Regions from separate parts of the Sus scrofa genome. Here region 2 is linked to region 1. The links are chromatin contacts, called in public Hi-C maps. All regions are on one chromosome and are shown on one strand. The core of a region is the stretch at or near the end of the contact, and the rest is flanking DNA. Distances in the headings are between cores, read along the strand shown. Region 1 overlaps LOC110257438 (a long non-coding RNA gene). Region 2 holds the start of C17H20orf24.

Region 1 (5,296 bases), core at 2,643-5,142:
ACACACCCCAACTGAAAAGTGGGCAGAAGACCATGAAAAAATGCTCAACATCACTCATTATTAGAGAAATGAAAATCAAAACTATACTGAGGTACCACCTCACACTGGTCAGAATGGCCAGCATTAATAAGTCTACAAATAGGAGTTCCTGTTGTGGTATAGCAGAAATGAATTCAACTAGGAACCATGAGGTTGTGAGTTCAAGCCCTGGCCTCGCTCATTGAGTTAAGGATCCAGCACTGGCATAAGCTGTGGCGTAGGTTGCAGATGAGGCTTAGATCCTCCCCTGCTGTGGCTGTGGTGTAGGTCGCAGACACAGCTTGGATCTGATGTTCCTGTGACTGTGGCTTAGGCTGGCAGCTGTAGCTCCAAATGGACCCATAGCCTGGGAACCTCAATATGCCACAGATGCAGCCCTAAAAGGCAAAAAAAAAAAAAAAAAAAAAAAAAAGTCTACAAATAACAAATGCTGGAGAGGGTGTGGAGAAAAGGTAACTTTCCTACACTATTGGTGGGAATGTAAATTGGTAAAACCACTACGGAAAACAGTATGGAGGGTCCTCAAAAAACTAAATACAGAACTACCATATGATCTATCAATCCTACTCCTGGGCATATAGCCAGACAAAACTACAATTGAAAAGTGTACATGCACCCATATGTTCATAGCAGCACTACTTACAATAGCCAAGACATGAAAACAACCTAAATGTCCATTGAATGGATTAAGAAGATGTGGCATATATACACAATGGAATACCATTCAGCCATAAAAATGAAATAATGCCATTTGCAGCAACATGGATACAACTAGAGATTCTCATACTAAGTGAAGTAAGTCTGAAAGAGAAGGACAAATACCATAGGATATCACTTATATGTGGAATCTAAAATATGGCATAAATAAACCTATCTACAAAACAGAAACAGACGCAAGGACATAGAGAACAGATGTGTGGTTGCCAAGGGAGAGGGGGGAAGAAGTGGGATGGATAGGAGTTTGGGGTTAGTGGATGTAAACTGTTACATTTATAATGGATAAGCAATGAGGCCCTACTATACAGCACATGGAACTATATGCAATCTCCTGGGATAGACCATAATGGAAGATAAAATGAGAAAAGTAATGTGTATATATATGTATGACTGGGTCACTTTGCTCTGTATAGCAGATATCGGTACAACAGTGTAAAGCAACTATACTTTTATGTAAAAAAAATTCAACTAAAAAAAAAAAGGAGATGGAGTTCCCGTCGTGGTGCATGGTTCCGACTAGGAACCATGAGGTTGCAGGTTTGATCCCTGGCCTTGCTCAGTGGGTTAAGGATCCAGCGTTGCCATGAGCTGTGATGTAGGTCGAAGACGCAGCTCAGATCCCGAGTTGCTGTGGCTCTGGCGTAGGCCAGCAGCTACAGCTCCGATTCAACCCCTAGTCTGGGAATCTCCATATGCTACAGGTATGGCCTTAGAAAAGACAAAAAAAAAAAGAAGTTCCTCTTGTGGCTCAGTGGTAATGAACCCAACCAGTATCCATAAGATCTTGGGTTCCATCTCTGGCCCTGCACAGTGGGTTAAGGATCGGGCATTGCTGTGAGCTGTGGTGTAGGTTACAGACATGGGTCAGATCTGCTGTTGCTGGGACTGTGGTGTAGGCCAGGAGCTGCAGCTCTGATTTGATCTCTAGCCTGGGAACTTCCATATGCCTCAGGTGCAGCCCTTAAAAAAAAAAAAAGAAAGAAAGAAAAAAGAAAAAACTGACAGACACGGAGGAAAAAATTACCCTAAATGAAACAAGTCATAACAAAAGACCACATATTGCATGAGTCTATTTATATGAAACAGCCAAAATAGGCGAATCTATAGAAAATATGTTAGATTAGCGTTGGTCTAGGGCTGGCGCACAGAGGATGCAGAAAGAGAGTGAAATTATGATGGCTGCACAACTCTTTTGTTTTTTTTATATAATTGTTTTTTTTATATAATTTTTTCTTTTTTCCTTTTTTCAGCTGCTCCACAGCATAACGAGTTCCTGGGCCAGGGATCAGCAGCTACACCACCAGATGCTTTAGCCCACTGTGCTAGGCTGGGGATTGAACCTGCATCTGGTGCTGCAGAAACACCGCTGATACCATTGCACCACAGCAGGAACTCCCACAACTCTTTAAATCTGCTAAAATTAATTGAGCTATACACTTTAAATCGGTGAATTTTATGATATGTAAATTATATAACAATGAAGCTATTAAAACAAACAATAGCTAGCCAAAAAAAACCTCCTGGAGTTCCCTGGTAGTCCAGCAGTTAATGATTTGGCATTGCCACTGCTGTGGCTCCATCCCTAGCCCAGGAAAACTTCTGTATGCCACAGATGTAGCAAAACAAAACAAAACACCTCCTAAGCTAACATTTTTGTAAAGCTTGGTTTTGTTTTCCTCTTCAAAAATTAGCACTTTTTTTTTTTTTTTTTTTGTCTTTTCAGGGCTGCACCCACGGCATATGGAAGTTCCTAGGCTAGGGCTAAATCACAGCTACAGCTGCTGGCCTACACCACAGCCATAGCAACATCAGATCTGAGCTGCCACAGTGACCTTCACCAGAACTCACAGCAATGCCAGATTCTTAACCCACCGAGTGAGGACAGGGATTGAACCCCCGTCCTCATGCATACCAGCCCGATTCCTTACCACTGAGCCATGACAACTCCAAATAACTAGCCCATGTGAACTGTTAGACTTCTATTTCTTTATTTTCTTGATATTTCTGTATTCCTTTATGTTTACATAAGTCCCATTAGCTATGATAAACCAATCAGAACATTCCTTCTTCTCCCCCTTCTCCTCTTTTGGCTTTGCCTGTGGCATGGGAAGTTCTCCCAGGCCAGGAATCAAATCTGAGCCACAGCAGTGACAATGCCAGATTCTTAACCTGCTAGGCTAACCAGGGAACTCCAAAACAATCCTTCTTAAATGTAATAGATATGGTTCGACCTATTAATTATTTTTCTTTTTACAGCCACACCTGCAAGTTCCTGGGCTAGGGGTTACATTGGAACTGGAGCTATAGGCTTTCACCACAGCCACAGCAACACCAGATTCAAACTGCATCTACAACCTACGCCACAGCCTGAAACAACACTGGATCTTTAACCCACTGATCGAGGCCAGGGATCGAACCCGCATCTTCATAAGCACTAGTCGGGTTCTTAAGCCACTAAGCCATAATGGGAACTTAATTATGTATTAATGATACTATGGAGGTAAGAAAATATTTCAGACTCATATAAAAACACTGAAAACTGGAGTTCCCATCATGGCACAGTGGAAACAAATCTGACTAGGAACCATGAGGTTGCGGGTTCAATCCCTGGCCTTGCTCAGTGGGTTATGGATCCCACATTGCTGTGGCTGTGGTGTAGGCCGGCGGCTACAGCTCTGATTGGACTCCTAGCCCTAGGAGTGGCCCTAAAAAGACAAAAAGAAAAAAAAAAAAAAAAAAAAAAAAAAAAACACTGAAAACTTTCAGTTTCAGTTCAACAACCTCAGCCATGTGCCAAAGTAAACCAAAAAATACAAAAATCCACTTCTATTTCTCTATTTTCTCAATTGATTTGAGCTCACAAATAATAAGCAAACTATCAAAAAAAAAAAGACTAATAAATCAGATTCTCTCTCGTTTGCCACTGGGATAGAGACTAGACCCCCAATGTCCTGATAAAGATCAACAAACAGACCATAAAACTAACTGCCAATTGCTTCTGGCCACAGGAGAAACATCCTGGCCAAGAATTAAAACCAAAACACAGTCAGGAAACAAACAAAAAAGAAGAAAGGGAGGGAGAGAGGGAGAGGAAGGAAGGAAGGAAGGGGGAGGTTCCAGGTGGTCTCGTGGTTAGGACTCAGCACTTTCACAGCTGTGACCTGGGTTCAATCCCTGGGCTGGGAACTGAGACTCCACTTCAAGCTGCTGCACACTGTGGCCAAAAGAAAAAAAAGAAGGAATAAAGAAAAGAGAGAGAGAGAACAAAAGAAAGAATGAAAGAAGGATGGAAGAAAGAAGGAAGGAAAGAAAGAAAGACAGACAGACAGATGGTATGAGGTGAGAAAACAGAGAGTCAGTGAAGGTAAAGTTTTACTGATGCTTAAAATTCACTCCAGGGGCCAAAAAAAGGTGTGCTTTCAACTCCTCCCCTTCACAGAGAACAGGTTAACTAGCTCTGGCAGGTTAGTTAAGTCCACTGAGTGTCACGGTGGGATGTCCTCCGAAATTCAAAGCATGACGTTCAGTAAATTAGACATTGCACAGAACACCTAACCTGAATTCTCCACAAGTGTCAAGGTCATCAAAATCAAACTGACACATTTGGAAACAATCCAAATATCCTTCCAATGATAACTGGATAAATAAAATGTAGTTCACTCATCCAGTGAAATGCTATTGATCGATAAGAAGGAACCAACTGCCTCCTAAAACCCACACAACTGAGAGGTGGACTTCAGATGCATACGCTCAAAAAAAAAAGAAGCAGATTTGAAGAGTAATATACTGGAGTTCCCTTGCGATGCAGTAGGTTAAGGATCTGGCGTTGTCATTGCAGCAGCTCTGGTCACTGCTGTGGTGAGGGTTCAATACCTGGCTGGGGAATTTTCCCTGTGCTGTAGATGAGGCCAAAAACCAACATACTATATGATTCAACCTGTATGACAGTCTGAATATGGCAAAACTACAGGAGAGAAAAAACAGCTGAGAGATTGCCAGAAGCAAGGGGTGGAAAGAGAGACTGACAGTAAAAGGGTCAAGAGGGAATTGGGGTGGGGGGGGGCGATGGAACTACTCTCTGTCCTGATTATGGTGGTGATTATATGATTGTACATGTTTGTTAAAAGTCATTTTTTAGAAAGGGTGAATTTTGACTGCATTAAAATGAAACAAGGAATTAAAATCTAAAATAAGAACGAGCTATAGAATATATTCTATAGGCAAGAGAGCAAAGCATACACACAGGAGATTCACAAAAGGGAAATTTCAACTAACAAGGACAATACAGCAACCTCGCTGGTGTTCAGAAAGCAAAAACAAGAAAACACTTCATACTCCTCAGATATTACCAATCAGAGATATGGACAATACCGAACATCGGCAAACATGGGGAGAAAAGGGGATTCCTCCTATACTGGCGACAGGGACAGGCTGGCCCCCATGCATGAGAGCACTTGCCAGTTACCTAAGAATAAGTAAAGCCCCTCAGCAATTCCACACCTGGAAACATCTCCCAGAGAAACTGCACAAGCCCAGAAGG
Region 2 (5,135 bases), core at 144-2,643, 63 kb after region 1:
CCCACTGCAGTGGCTAGGGTCGCTGCAGAGGTTCAAGTTTGATTCCTGGTCCAGCACAGTGGGTTAAAGGATCTGTCCTTTGCCACAGCTGAAGCTCAAGTCGCAGCTGCAGTTCAGTTTCAATCCCTGGCCCTCAAACTTCCAAATGCTGCGGGTCTGGCCCTAAAAAGAAATAAACAAAAAACCACAAAAAGGGTACATGTGCAGATTTTGAAGTCAGACAGACCCAGATATTAGTTGAGCAAGTTACTTTGATTCTATATACCCACCTCACTGGAATGAAGTGCCTTGTTACACAGCACAGCAAGCATGGCACCACCTGGTGGACTTATTGAAATGCCGATTGTGCACTCTGCCCCAGAATTTCCAATTAGTAGGTCCGGGATGGAGTCTGAGAATGTTTTGCTTTGTTTTGTTTTCCTTCATTTTGGGCTGCACCCACAGCATATGGAAGTTCCTGGGTTAGGGGTTGAATCAGAGCTGCAGAAGCCGGCCACAGCCACAGTCACACTGAATCCGAGCCACATCTGTGACCTATGCCTGAATTTGCAGCAAGGACGGACCTTCAACCCACAGCGCGAGGCCAAGAATCCAACTCACATCCTTCTAGGCACTGGTAGGGTTCTTAACCCGCTGAGCCAAGACGGGAACTCTGAGGTCTGATAATTTGAATCTCTAATCAAGTTCCCAGGCGATGCAGCTGCTGCTGCTCCAGAAAAACACTTTGTGAACATCTAACCAAGTCCATAGCGAGGACACAGTAGATGAATACTCAAATATGCTGATACCTAATAAAATACTCTTTCCACTTGCTCCTCTGCAGCTGGTTCCAACATGCTATACACAGTTTCAGAAAATCATTTCCCCTCTTTGGATCTCAAGGCATACATTTGCCAAAAGACGGTCCAAAAGAGGGTGCTAGGCATGAGGAGACCCCAACTTATTACAGAAAAATTTCTGAGTTAACTTCCCGAACAAAGTCCTATAGGACTTGCACGGTTAGGAGGGAAAAAAAGCAAGGGCTTAAATCCAGAAAAGCAATTTGTGGCTCCAGGGAAGCAAGGTTTGGGCTTTAAAAAGCGCCTTGGGGAATGAAGGGCTGCGTTCTGTCCTGCTGCTCCTGGGGTCAAGCTAAAGTGGATTGGGTGAGCCTCATGTCCAATCTCCGCTTTCGCCTCAGACGCCATTCCTCCGTCTCCATAGCGCCTCCTTGCGCTCGTGTCGCCGTCCCCACCAAGAGTGTCCCTTCCTTCTCCCTCTACCGCGCTGCTGGCGGAAATTTGTCATGACTGCCGCGCGTAGGGCGCTTGCGCCGAAGCGATAGCCCCTCCTCTTTCGCTCTACGGCTGCGCGGCCGTGTATTGGCTGCGTGGGCACGTCGGCGGGAGGACGCGCGGTGCTGCGTTGCTCCGCCCACCGACCTCCTGGTCTCGGCCGAGAGAGCAGAGCCGGGCTGCCTGGTTAGGTGCGGGCAGCCGCAGGCGCGCCGCCGAACACGTCCGCTGAGTGCCACCACCACCGCCCGGCGCCCCGTGACCCGTGACTCCAGACCCCGACCCCTTTTAGATCGGCCCGCGCGCCCCAGGCCCGGCCCGGGCGGCGCGACGGGAGGATGAGCGGCGGGCGGCGGAAGGAGGAGCCGCCTCAGCCGCAGCTGGCCAACGGGGCCCTCAAAGTCTCTGTCTGGAGCAAAGTGCTGCGGAGCGACGCGGCCTGGGAGGACAAGGTGCGGTGGGGCCTGGCGAGGGCGCACGTTCGAATAGTCAGCTGGGACTCGGGGACGAATGGACAGGCCCGAGCCTGCACCTGCCCGGTCCGGACGCAGTAGAGTGGTGGGGCATGTGGCCCAAGGGTGTCTGGTCGAACTTGGCGGACCCGAGCCTGACGGCTGGGCTCCGGGCTCACCACGGAGTGATCTAAGGGTGAAGTCTGCTGGGTCAGCAAGGAGGGGCCGGAGGAGTTGCCCCCGGTCCCACCTCCTCGGGCAGGTCGTGTGCCTGAGCAGTGGGAATGAGCTGAGTTCGATTAGATCTCCGCATTTTACTCCCAGTAGGATCTTGAGTAAGTGACTTATCTTCTCCAAATTAACTACTTGCTACCGTCGTTAGCACGAACAGTAACAGACTTCTACTGAATACTTGCTGTGTGTCAGGCGCACTCTGCATCATCTCATTCACGTCTCAGAACAACTGAGATGGGGTGCTGTGGTGCCTTACAGCTTTAGCACAGTGAAGCGTACTAAAGAGGAGCTGCCACTGCTTACTGAAAAAACCGTCCACTTAAATAAGGGTGAAGAGTTGAGAGGGGAGACTGAGAGCTTTCAGGGGTTGAGTGTGTTTGTGAGAGAGAGGGAGGGAGGGTGGAGGAGAAACCACCGCATGTATGTGAGAAATGTTTGGGAGACTTCGCAATGTCTTTACTGATCAAATACATTCGTAAGATCTGAGTGTAAACACTTCCCCAGCTCTGCTCCCTGGTGTAGAAGGAACCATCAGAAACAACTTGATTCCCATTATCCTGAAAAGAATGTTGTGTTTGCATTCTTTCCCTAGTTTTTTTGGACTGCAGAGGTAGGTATTTCTGGAAGAGGGGCAGGGTTGGGAGGCACTTCCTGAAGGTCCCTCTTCCTGTCCCCAGTCTGCTGAGCTCTCTGTAAAAACTTTCTACTTTGCTGTGTCATTTCTTTCTTTCTTTGTATAAGGACACATTTCTGCAGTCTAGGGCAGGTCAGAAGCCTGAGACTTCCATGTTCTTACATAAAAAATTAGATATGCTGGAGTTACTTTTGTGGCTCAGAGGAAGTGAATCCATCAAGTTTCTATGAGGACTTGGGTTTGATCCCTAGCCTCGCTCAGTGGGTCCTGGATCTGGCATTTCTGTGAGCTGTGGTGTAGGCCAGCGGGTGTAGCTCTAATTAGACCCCTAGCCTGGAAACTTCCAAATGCCATGGGTGCAGCCCTAAAAAGTAAAAAACAAACAAACAAAAAAAAACTTAAAATTTTTTTAAAAAATTAGACCTGCTTCCAGCACTTTTGTTTCTAATCTGTTCTCTTCTTTGTGACTTACTCAGAATGTAGTTTGTGGGAAGGTGATGCTGAATTGGTTAACAGTTAACCCTTCTGCCTGTGGAGTCTGTCCAGGTCTCCCCAGGTGACATAATAAGAGTTATTTATGACGGGTAGCTCAGTTACTATCACACTTTCATTTTTACAGCTTCTAAAAAAGGATAAATGATTTTTCTAAAATTTTTATTCAGAGCACATGCCCTGGAAGCCATCACTTAGGGTAACTAAATATATGTCATTTTTGATTGTTTGTGCCCATGGCATGTGAAAATTCCTGTGCCAGGGATTGAACCCTTGCCACAGCAGTTACCTGAGCCACTGCAGTGACAATGCTGGATCCTTAACCTGGTGAGCCACAAGGGAAGTCCAATATATCTTTTTTTTTTTTTAAACTACATTTTAGTATAAAAAGATGTGGAGGAGTTCCCGTCGTGGCGCAGTGGTTAACGAATCCGACTAGGAACCATGAGGTTGCGGGTTCAGTCCCTGCCCTTGCTCAGTGGGTTAACGATCCGGCGTTGCTGTGAGCTGTGGTGTAGGTTGCAGACGCGGCTCGGATCCCTAGTTGCTGTGGCTCTGGTGTAGGCTGGTGGCTACAGCTCCGATTCAACCCCTAGCCTGGGAACCTCCGCAGGAGCGGCCCAAGAAATAGCAACAACAACAACAACAAAAGACCAAAAAAAAAGATGTGGAGATTCGAGACCCATATACCATTGCTTTTAGGAAAAATTTCCCTGGAAGATGCATTTAGCAAGAGGCCGTCTATGGCGCCCACCTCAGATAATGCACGCATTCTCTTTCTTTTCTGCAGGATGAATTTTTAGATGTGATCTACTGGTTCCGACAGATCATTGCTGTGGTCCTAGGTGTCATTTGGGGAGTGCTACCCTTGCGAGGTTTCTTGGGAATAGCAGGGTAAGTCTTGGGTATCTTGCATGGTATCATTTCTTTTCAGAGAGATATTTTCTTTTTATAGGAAAGGCAGTTGCTACTTTGGAGGATTTGATTTCTGTTTTTAGTTACTGTGTCTGTGTGTGTGTGTGTGATGACTAAAGCAAAAAACTGGCCCCATGGTGGCACTTCGGGGTCTGAGTCTGATGCACCCCTCCTCAGTTCAGTGGGCTTGGGTGCGTCTTAGGTCAGGCATGTTTTAAGATGTGGGATAGGAGTTCTCTTGTGCAGTGGGTTAAGGATCTGGCATTGTCACTGCAGCAGCTTGTGTCACTGCTGTGGCATGGGTTTGATCTCTAGCCTGGGAATTTCCACATACTGCAGGCGCAGCCAGAAAAAAGATCTGGGCTAGTTCATTGATTCGTGGGTCCATAGTGACCGCGTGCAGGAGGTTGCCGTATTGTTTGTTGGTAACCGGCATCTAGTTCTGGCATAATTTTTGTGTCTGGAAGTTTGGAAAGTGGACGAACTTCGGTACTTGATGACCGCTCCTTCGTGCGCTGTGCAGGGTGTCCTGAATCTTTGCTTTGTCAGAAGTTGTTTTAGGTCCTTACATGGTTTTTTTTGTTTGTTTTTTTAAACCACCAAACTGTACACTTCATTAATTAATTCATTCATTCTTTTGGGGCCACACCAGGTCAGGGATCAAATCTGAGCTGAATCTATGACCTACGCTACAGCTGGGTCAATGCTAGATCCTTAACCTACTGTGCCAGGCTGGGGATCCAACTGGCACCTCCACAGAGACAAGCTGGATCCTTAACCCACTACACCACAGCAGGAACTCCAGGTTCCTACACTTTAAAGGCAGTGAAAAAGTAGACGATTGAGCCCTCCCATCTTTTATTGTGCTCCTGTGGCACAGTTGACACTAGCCCCTGGTCACAGCTCCATTTGTTAACAAGCCACTGAAAGTGAGTCTGCATAACCACAAGGTTGAATTAAAAGGATTTTTGGGGGGGTTCCCTTGTGGTGTAGTGGGTTAAGGATCCAATGTTGTCACTGCAGCAGCTTGGGTTGCTGCAGTGGTGTGGGTTTGATCTCAGGCCCAGGAACTTCCATGTGCCACAACCATAGCCCAAAAAAAAGGATTTGTGGGGGTTGTCTTAAGATAGGAAC

The links. A called contact is a pair of places that touch in the nucleus more often than the background predicts.
Region 2: a Hi-C map of retroperitoneal adipose tissue shows a contact between it and region 1, with 2.8 times the contacts expected there. The contact joins the promoter of C17H20orf24 here to the enhancer-like site in region 1. A contact is called at or near these places in 1 of 5 promoter capture datasets (liver), 25 of 47 Hi-C or Micro-C datasets (alveolar macrophages, blood, brain and 12 more) and 2 of 2 datasets of contacts at active chromatin or transcription factors (alveolar macrophages and skeletal muscle).

The regions. Positions count from the first base shown.
Region 1 is chr17:39,801,564-39,806,859 of Sscrofa11.1, forward strand. All of the region lies in intron 2 of LOC110257438 (a long non-coding RNA gene), which reads right to left. Among named protein-coding and RNA genes, the nearest start is that of MYL9, 16 kb to the left of the region's middle. Within about 2 kb of position 3,893, at least 7 of the 83 cell types and tissues checked have an H3K27ac peak or open chromatin away from gene starts, as enhancers often do. A contact at or near this core is called in mesenteric adipose tissue and retroperitoneal adipose tissue, where this site is marked.
Region 2 is chr17:39,867,456-39,872,590 of Sscrofa11.1, forward strand. It overlaps C17H20orf24, which reads left to right and starts at 1,394. Exons shown (of 4, transcript XM_021077901.1): 1 at 1,394-1,726; 2 at 3,877-3,980. The coding sequence starts at 1,613. It overlaps LOC110257439 (a long non-coding RNA gene), which reads right to left and starts at 1,325. Exons shown (of 4, transcript XR_002340025.1): 1 at 270-1,325.